2 separate regions of the Danio rerio genome follow, and region 2 is linked to region 1. The links are chromatin contacts, called in public HiCAR-type maps. All regions are on one chromosome and are shown on one strand. Each heading gives the region's core, a stretch centred on a gene start, on an enhancer-like site or on the middle of the called end of the contact. The rest is flanking DNA. Distances are from core to core; before and after follow the strand shown.

What was found. HiCAR-type assays count read pairs that join an accessible place to other places.
Region 2: a HiCAR-type map of caudal fin shows a contact between it and region 1, with 5 times the contacts expected there. The contact joins the promoter of ifi44f1 here to the promoter of rabgap1l in region 1. A contact is called at or near these places in 2 of 18 Hi-C or Micro-C datasets (embryo and an unstated tissue) and 1 of 4 datasets of contacts at active chromatin or transcription factors (caudal fin).

What each region holds. Positions count from the first base shown.
Region 1 is chr22:16,995,001-17,000,000 of GRCz12tu, reverse strand. rabgap1l (RAB GTPase activating protein 1-like) reads right to left here and starts at 3,198. Exons shown (of 26, transcript XM_073936803.1): 1 at 3,161-3,198.
Region 2 is chr22:17,150,209-17,156,051 of GRCz12tu, reverse strand. It overlaps ifi44f1 (interferon induced protein 44f1), which reads left to right and starts at 2,957. Exons shown (of 8, transcript NM_001128684.1): 1 at 2,957-3,029; 2 at 4,489-5,056; 3 at 5,162-5,219; 4 at 5,303-5,498; 5 at 5,569-5,721; 6 at 5,799-5,843. The coding sequence starts at 4,489. It overlaps si:ch211-197g15.9, which reads left to right. Exons shown (of 9, transcript XM_073936806.1): 3 at 1-190; 4 at 287-341; 5 at 418-613; 6 at 684-836; 7 at 914-1,085; 8 at 1,177-1,277; 9 at 1,515-2,018. The coding sequence ends at 1,685.

The sequences.
Region 1 (5,000 bases), core at 1,949-4,448:
TAATGTTTAAAGATGCAGAAGTTCAAGGCTAACAGCTGAGGCCACACCGTTGTTAAACAAACCATCATATTTGCTTAACCAACCTGAGCCTTTCAAACATTAGCTATACAAACTAGCACACGAAACAGCTCATTTGTATTATGTAAATCACAAAATTTTACAATAACTTCTGCACGTTTTGTTAAACATGGTTTGAGCTGCACAACCTATTCATAAAAACTGATTTTAGAATCTTAATAATAATATACAACAGCAGTATATCAGATGACTTTTTCATTTAAGCAGATTTCAAATTTTAAAAAAGGCAGAAAACTGGTAAATATTAACAAGCTGAGTAAACAGGACACAACAGAAAGGAAAGTCGAAAGTGCAAAATTTTAAAATAAAATGTAACAACAGAAAACTGAAACTTCATTTTTTTTTATTTAAATGGAGCTTGGCAATTCTAAATGAGAATTATGATATTATAATAATATTTCATAATCCTTTTAATATATAATCAAAACATGGAGGTCAATTTGGTTTTATATTCACACATTCTGGCATTCTCCTTAATAATATCATTTCAGAAACGCATTATTTGCAAATTCTATATAGGGAACTCATATTATCAGCCAGTGACCAACACAGTACAACATAATTAACAGTCAATTAAATTGTGCTAATGTTGCTTTGAAGTCATACTTGCATGCGATTTCAGACCCAATATTCAAATTACCCTGGTAAAAAATACTGGGACCGTAAATGAACGAATATGGCAACATAAAACCAACTTTACCTCAATAATTATAACATATATTATGCGTAATTTACCTCTGTGATTTTCATACAAATATTTATTATAGTGCATATTACATTTCTAGTTCCTATAAAAAAGAATAAACTGAGAAAAAGAAAACAACAACAATCATCATCATCTGAAATGTGATTATTTACTGTTATATGATATTATTTTTCTATTTTATAAAGTATTAAAATTATTTTAGTTTTTAACAAAAATAGTGTGTGTGTGTATATATATATATATATATATATAGAGAGAGAGAGAGAGAGAGAGAGAGAGAGAGAGAGAGAGAGAGAGAGAGAGAGAGAGAGAGAGAGAGAGAGAGAGAGAGAGCTGGGTCGATAAACTATTATTGTGATAATTTCTTACGATTACAATGATATCTGGTCTTTTTTACTCTATATTGATCTCAGAGCCAGCAGAAATGTGCAACAATGGAAATCTAGAAGTGTGACAATATTAGAGATGTACCAAATTTTAGGCCGCCAAAAATAGGTTGTTATTTAATGCACCCTCTAATTTGTGGCTTAGTCATTGTCGGGATATTCTTTTACTCTTTTAAGCATTAATAGCTTATATAAAAAGTATACAGTTGAAGTCAGAATTATTAGCCCCCCTTTTACATTTTTTTTTTCTTTTTTAAATATTTCCGAAATAATGTTTAACAGAGCAAGGAAATGTTCACAGTATGTCTAATAATATTTTTTCTTTTGGAGAAAGTCTTATTTGTTTTATTTCAGCTAGAATAAAAGCAGTTTTTAATTTTTTTAAAAAACATTTTAAGGTCAAAACCATTAGCCCCTTTAAACTATATATATTTTTTAAAAATCTACAGAACAAACCATCATAATACAATAACTTACCCAATTACCCTAACCTGCCTTGTTAACCTAATTAACCTAGCAAAGCCTTTAAATGTCACTTTAAGCTTTACAGAAGTGTCTATAAAAATATCTAAACAAATATTATTTACTGTCATCATGCCAAAGATAAAATAAATCAGTTAGTAGAAACGAGTTATTAAAATTATCATGTTTAGAAATGTGTTTAAAAAAATCTCTCCGTCAAACAGAAATTAGGAAAAAAATAAATAAGGGGGCTAATAATTCAGGGGGCTATGAATCTGGATAAATAGGGGGGCTAATACTGTATGTATATGTATTATATGTATAATACACACACACACACACACACACACACACACACACACACACATACATACATACATACATACATACATACATACATACATACATACATACATACATACATATATATATATATATATATACATACATACATACATACATATATATATATATATATATATATATATACATACATACACATTTAGGTAAAGTTGGTTTTATATTCACATATTTGTACATTCACCTTAACAGTATAATTTTAGAAAATTATTCTTTTGCAATTTCTAAATAGTCAAATTATTTTACCTGCCAATGACAATCAGAGTGCAACACTGTTTAGTCAATAAAATAGTGCTAAATGTTATTTTAAGTCATATTTACATGTGATTTCAGACTGAATATTTAAAGTACCATGGTAAACAATATAGGAAGCATGTCACTGAACGAATGTGCAAATATAAAACCAACGTTACCCAAGTATATATAAAGATGTTTAGACATATATTTATATCAGTATTTTCTTCTGTTTTTTATTTTAATATATATATTTCATGTAGATTATATTTCTTAAGTTATATATATATATATATATATATATATATATATATATATATATATATATATATATATATAAAACGTAAGAAATTACAGATACAGAAATAGATCTTTAAACACCTTTCTAACCTCTGAAATGTCATGTGTGTCCTGTACAATATACATACAGTATTACAAAACGAATTCTGTTTACCTAGCCTGCCATGTCCAGCAATTTACAGACAGGTCAAATATTCAAAAATCCTAAAGGAGCTGAAAGCTGCACAATATTAGCAAACAGACCAGTGAGAGATTGGCAGAAACAGACAGGAAACGCCTTCAGCCATAACACAAACCTCACCAAACTCCGTTTAATTAGGGTTTTCTTAACTCGTCCTCAATCACACATCAAAACAACTGCTTCAAATCTTCAACACAGGGACTGCTGTCAGTAAGAAGAAGCCAAACTTAAACTGAATCTAGTCTGTTAGCCAGCTAGCCACTGCTAATCAACAATTAGCTCATTTTCAGCCAGTTTAACTTTAAAACAAGCGTTCGTGACCCTCGAAAAAGCCATGAAACACACCTACGCGGCACATTAAACAAACCCCAACGCGTGTGTGTGGTGAACGAGGACGCTTTCTTTCATTTCAGTGTGTGTTATGAGTTTCCTGAGAGGGAAAAATCAACTTACTTGCTGTCTGTCAGCTGAGCGGCGCGCCGCGCGTGCACAGTACACGCACAAACATCCGCAAACCTCATCAGCGCTCGCGCCGCCGCGTTCACATGGCGCAGAGACGTCACAGCGCCGCTGGGCACAGAGACACGCCCACCTGCTCAAAGCAACCAATGATGAGTCAGCAGCGCCGCATTTCATGTAGATTATTTTTTTTAAAATAGTCAGATGAGACCATTTTGAGGGATGTAAACAAACACAGTGGTCCCTACGTATATCTTGTTTTAATTTATAAAGCTTCTGAGAATCCAAAAAGAGCCACATATTAATAAATAAAGTTATGACAGGTAATTTAAATTAGATAAATAAGTTAGGATTAAATTGCCTCTTGTTACTTATTAAATAGTTTGATAACAAGCAGGACATGTTCATGAGCCATGAGTCTATAGGGTAAAAAAAAAGACAGTAATACTAGTCTATATCTATAATATATCAAATGTGGTTCAGATAATAAATGTCAAAATATCAAAATAGTATTAATATTAAAATGTCAAATTTACTATATATATATATATATATATATATATATATATATATATATATATATATATATATATATATATATATATAATGAATTAATTCATTAATAATATATTTATTTTTATACAATATAATAATTTTGTTTATATATAAAATGTTCTGATCGAAGTACCAAATTGTAATTCACGTATAAAATTTATCAAATAAAAAAAATAAAAACGTCTTTCAAAACATAAAACAATGAAATATAACCCACACGGAAAGAACCTATAGACAAATATGTTTTAAGGTTTTGATTAAGGTTTTTAATATACTTGACATAGCATTGACCATTTTCCTATATATGTACATATGTGTACATGCATACATGTATCTATATATGTACCTATATGTCTATGTGTTTGTGTGTGTGTGCTGTGCATATATGTTTACCTGTATGTTTACCTATATATTAGTCAAATGATTAAAATCCATTGCTGCATGTGGCCTATTTATATAGAAAAAAAATGCAGGATAAATCTGACAACTCTTATTATATTAAAATAAATTGGGAATTAAACTTAAACACTATAATAGAGGATGAAATGTGGAAACAAATATGCCCAAATTGTAAGCAGTCAAATATGGAAGGAGTTCGACTTGAAGATGAAGACGAGGTTCTTCAGAGTTCCATTAATGGCCCTCAAATTTGATCGTTCTATATAATTATCACAATTAAGAGAGATTGTGGAGAAGTGGGGGGCTATGTTCACATATTTTGGAAATGTCCCAAAATACAATTGTATTGACAGGAGGTTAAAGGGAGATTAGTTAAGTACTAGGATACCAATGCACCAGTATAAATATATATATATATATATATATATATATATATATATATATATATATATATATATATATATATATATATATATATATATATATATATTTTATTTTATTTTTTTATTTTTTTGCTTGATAGCTTTCCCCCTGATAGGTTCAGTAAGTCTATTTGCACCACAAAATGTTAATACAGTTCGGAAGAATATTACAGTGAACTGGATGAAGACCTGCCGACCTTGCAGAGTGGACACAGCGGCTGAAACAGAGATATTTTCCCAGATATTTTCCCAACAGACCTGGGGATTAATCGAAACATACTTGATCTTTGAAATGCTGTCAGGGGCTTTGCTGTAGTTATTGCCTTTATACCGGAGTTCATTTATTTATTTATCTACCTTTCTTTTCCCCCTTTTTTTAAGCTGTCACTATTATTTATTTATTATAATTTCTATCTATTTGTTTATTTCTTTGTGAATGAAAACATTTGTCAAAGTAA
Region 2 (5,843 bases), core at 1,708-4,207, 160 kb before region 1:
CTTAACAGTGGGTATAATGCTCGTCTTGATGACACTGGCGTACCCAGCTTTGGCCAACAGTTGTACTTTTGCTACAACAACCAACCAATGGTGTATAATCAAGGTGTGAGTGCATTTACTGTTAACACTGCAATAATGTATGGGAACGACACTCAGCTGAGTGAATGTGAGGTGTACAAAGTGGAGCAGAGTAAGTCAATCATTAGAAAGTGTGTTTGTATATGCACATCTAGTCATGTACAAGTATCAGATTTTAATTAAACTCAATTCTTCAATTATGTGCCAGGCACCCAAGTCAAATTTGAGGTGAAACCTTGGAGGAGTGTTCTGTGGACAGCTGAGTATGTTTCCAATCTGGGTTTGCTCATTTCCTTCTGTATTTTCACATGTAGTTATTGAATGCAATCTGTATTGCAGACGAAGAGAGGAGCTCATGGAAATGATCAGGAATTATAAACCCCTGACATCTTCTGTCAGCCATATTCGAATCCTGATGATTGGTCCTGTTGGTGCTGGAAAATCCAGTTTCTTCAACTCTATAAACTCCATCTTTATGGGTCGCATAACCAGCAAAGCCATGTCAGGATCTGCAGGCACCAGTCTGACCACACAGGTACAGATTTAACAGTTTCCTACAGACGACTCCTGAGTCTCTTTGATATGCTTACTTTCTTGGTTGACAGTTTCGCACTTACCCAATAAAAGACGGTCGTGAAGGAAAGCCATTGCCGTTTGTGTTGTGTGACACCATGGGCCTCGAGGAGCAATCAGGAGCAGGACTGGACATTGAGGACATCAGCAGCATTCTTCAAGGACAAATACCAGACCGCTATAAAGTAAGAGAACTTACTGAATCTCCAAAATGAATGAAGGCTGAAGTGTGAATGCTAAAATATAAATCCTGCTGATTCAGTTCAATCCCGTCACATCGTTTCAACCTGATGAGCAAAAGTCCTCCAGACCTGCGTCTCTACAGGAGAAGATCCACTGTGTGGTGTACGTGATCGACGCCACCAAAATCTCCCTCATGTCTGAGAAACTAGAGGAAAAACTGTCTGCCATACGCAGAAAAGTCAACTCACTGGGTTAGTGAACATTTATGCATATCTTGTGACCAATCAAAGGTAAATTGAAGTAAACGATATACATAAGTCATCATGCCTCAAACTATTTCAGGCATTGCTCAGATTGTCTTGATGACAAAAGTAGATGAAGCTTGTCCACTAGTGGATGAAGACCTACAAAGCCTTTACCTCAGTTCCTACATCAAGACGAAGGTGAGACATCATGATCATATGAACTGTTCTTATTTCTGTACAAGCACTTTCCAGAACCTTCACCCTCTCTGCTCCTCTCTGGTGAAAAAACTTACCATAATCAGAATTCTTCAAGCCTTAAAAACCCTATAATCATAAACCAAAGCATCAGATAGTTTGTTTCCTAATCTATCTTTGTAGTCACTGATGCTCCTGCTAAAGCCTGAATGTGAGCTGGTGTTGTGTGTGTGTGTTCAGGTGCAGGAGGTGAGCTCTCGGTTGGGTGTGCCGGTGTCTTGTGTTTTACCGGTGAAGAACTACAGTCAGGAGCTGGAGCTGGAGCTGAACTGTGATGTCCTGCTTCTCACCGCTCTACAGCAGATGCTCAACTTCGCTGAAGACTATCTGGATGATGTTGCTCCTAAATAAAGAAAAGCTGTTTTTATTTTCTCAATACTTTGTGCTATATATGATTTAATCTTGAGACTAAAAAAGTCATGAAAATATGCAGAATAGTGCTACCTTGTCAGTAGTGAATTTTCATGCAGTTTATAGTATATTATTTTCCTTGGTATGCATTTATACTAGTTAAACCACCTATCAACTTTAAAATTGGCCAATGGTGAGTTTGTGGTACAAACAGTAGGATTTATAAAATTTTCTCGGTTAACAAGAAAACAAATTTCTTTAGAATATATTGAAACTTTCAACACATACCTTTTACATATAGAGCCTTATAGCTATTAAATAAACTGAGTAAGGTACTTATTGACTGTGGGTGTTATTTCTTCTGTTTGTTGTTGTTTTTGTTTGTGTGAAAGTGTGCTGGACTTCCTTCAAAGCGGAATATTGATATTTTAATAAATACCTGAATCAGAATATTTAAGAACTCTGTGTACATTCACACTGTGGAATGTTTATAGTCCAGTATCACAAGTGCCAAATTCGTTATGATGAAAGTAAATTTGTTAATGATGATGTAGAGGAATTAAGCTGCATATAAAATCTTATAATAAACTGGAAATTAAAGTAAAACTTGCATCTGAGAAAAACAAGACTGGGCCATCCAATCAGAAAGAGGTTTTAGATAGAATAAATCATTATGGAAAATGTAAAAGAAAGAGTTGATTTTACAAATGGAGTCTATACTATAAATTAAATGATTTCTTTGTTTTATTACATTGAAACATGTTCCTCCAAAATTAAACCACAAACCTTAAAAACAGAAGCAGAAGGTTGCTAACCATTTCCAGTAAAAGGCGGGAGAATTTTCATATGTTATCATGAATTGCCTAATTATTATTCTCTCCACACACTCACACACACACACACACACACACACACACACACACATATATATATATATATATATATATATATATATATATATATATATATATATATATATATATATATATATATATATATATAGTCTGTGGAACATTCAGTTGAGGCATGCGTACTGGATTAAAATGTAAAATGAAATATTTTCATCAAAATGTTAATTTTCATTAAAATGTAATACTAAATTCTACTGTTAAAATGTTACGTATTTTTAATGAAATAAAAAACATAGAAAAACATATCACACTTATTTTATCATTTTATTCTCATATAACTGAATGCCAATAGTGTTAAATTAGTGTGACATTAAACTGAAATAACAAGGTGGTGGGGTTTGATTAGAAGAGCGAAACTTGATGATCGGCTGTGTGTGAAAGATATGAAACCAAGTTTGAAATGTTTAATTTCGGAGAGAACGTGGAGCGTAAGGTAAGACCTATGCTCTATATCAAAGTAAGAAATATCGTCCAGAGAAAATGTAACATTTAAATACGCTGTAAAAAATTATATATAAATATATTGGTGTAGTTTCACTTTCGATTCCGGCTAATCAGCATCGGTAGAATTTCAGAGTGACTGTTCAAGTCTGTGAGTAGGGCTGTGCAAGAAGACAAAATGTATATCGTATAAACAAAATAAAAACGTATACGGTTTCATATTATACTTTTATTGTTTATTTCGCAGTGTGTCTAAATACAATATTTGTGGTAAGAATTTTTCATAATTTATATGAGCTCATTATTATATACTGGGATGAAGACAAACATGAATAACAGTATCGGGAAAACGTTGCAATCTTTAAAGTACAATATATTTATTTTTCATTTTATATTGCACCTGTAATCATTAGTTTTTGCAAACTATTATATTTGATTAGTATTATTTTTATATTTCTAATCAAACATTTGCCCTAATGCTCTAAATAAAATGAGAAATATAATCAGATATGAGTGAGCACAATTCTGAGCATATACTTTAAATGTAAAAATAAAGTCCTTTACATGTGGTCAGTACACTCTCAGAAAAAATGGTACAATGTTGTACCAAAAAAGGTACAAACCCTTAACACTGGGGCAGTACCTTTTTATGGAACAGAATTGGACCTTAAGACAAAGAAACAAATTTGTACCATTGCAGTTTGTACCTTTAAGAACATGATTTATACCATGGGAAACTAAAATGTACCTTTATCAAAGATACAAATGTTTTACCAGTTGTTTTGTATTATTGCATTATAGAACTTAATAATTATTGTTTATGAGTTTCTTTAAACACACTTTTAAATGATAATTCATGTTTTAATATGGAAATTATTCATAAATCATCTTGCCTTTCCAGTAATATTTATTTTCATAGATATTGTAACAAAGAAGGAGTTATCCAACACTTATGTACATTCTCAGAAATAAAGGTAGGAGCTGTCACTGGGGCAGTACCTTTTCAAAAGATACATATTAGTACCCAAATGTACCTAAAAAGTACCTCTGAAGTACCATTATGGACCCTTCAGGTACAAATATTTACCGTTTAAAAAAGGTACCGCCCCAGTGACAGCTCCTGTACCTTTATTTCTGAGAGTGTACCTTTTTAAGAGAACAATTATGTACCTTTATTTGAATTGTACCATAAAAGGTACAGAACAGTATTATAAGAGGTCTTTTCTGTTCCATATAAGGTACAACTTTTACAAAGGTACAAAACTGGCCCTTAAGGAACATTATTTGTACCACCGTGTACCTTTTTTTCTGAGAGTATACAAAAAAACTAATAATTGATTGCATTTACAGAAACAGTGGTAAATCATGATATATGTCGTTATCAGATATAGAAGATGACTTTCTAACAGTATCACACAGAACTCAACTCATATATGCTTCTTCTTACTTAGATGTACAGCAGTACACCTATAGGTGGATTTACCTTCGGTGGGTCTGTCAGAGTCAGTCAAGCTCCACTCACTTTATCAGATGAGCAGAAAGATCAGCTCTGTGCATCAATTGGCGATGTGGATCTGACTCTTCTCTATAAAGCTTCAGTTCATGGATATAAAGCTTCTGCCTTTCATCAGAAATGTGACAATCAGGGTCCCACTTTACTAGTAGCCTACAATCGTTCAGGCTACATCTTCGGTGGATACACTAGTGTAGATTATACTCAAAGTGGCCAGGAAATTAGGGATGAGGCAGCGTTTCTGTTTAGCTTTCAAGGCAATACCAGCCTTTTCATCAAGGCTAACAGCGGATGTTATGCACGATATGATGGCGATGAAGGACCCAACTTTGGCAACAAGTTGTACTTCTGCAACAACAACCAACCAGTTGTGTCTAATCGAGGAGCATCCCAAGGTGGACTGTTTGGAAATGTTAGCGCAATGAATGCATTCAATTTTAATTCTTCAACACTATATGGAAACGACTGTGCCCTGACTGAATGTGAGGTGTACAAAGTAAAGCAGAGTAAGTCAATCGTCAGAAAATAGCCATAGACAGTAAATAACCTCCAGTTTCTATAAGTAAACATTTACAAGTGTATCAATAAATTAATTGTTGGCATTACTTCAGCTGAAAGCCCTCTGTCAGACTATCTGAAGCCATGGAGGAATGTTCTGTGGACAGCCGAGTAAGTTTTCCCCTTGCTATATTTATTAACATTGGTAATAAGTTAGTTAAAATGTTATTAAATTAAGTTTTGATCTGTCACAGACAAAAAGCAGAGCTCATGGAAATGATCAGGAATTATAAACCCCTGACATCTTCTGTCAGCCATATTCGAATCCTGATGATTGGTCCTGTTGGTGCTGGAAAATCCAGTTTCTTCAACTCTATAAACTCCATCTTTATGGGTCGCATAACCAGCAAAGCCATGTCAGGATCTGCAGACACCAGTCTGACCACACAGGTACAGATTCAGCAGAGTTTTCCACAGACGACTCCTGAGTCTCTGATACGTTTCTCTTCTTGGTTGACAGTTTCGAACTTACCCAATTAAAGATGGTCGTGAAGGAAAGCCATTGCCGTTTGTGTTGTGTGACACCATGGGCCTCGAGGAGCAATCAGGAGCAGGACTGGACATTGAGGACATCAGCAGCATTCTTCAAGGACAAATACCAGACCGCTATAAAGTAAGAGCACTTACTGAATCTCCAAAATGAATGAAGACTGAAGTGTGAATGCTAAAATATAAATCCTGCTGATTCAGTTCAATCCAGTCACACCATTTCAACCTGATGAGCAAAAGTCCTCC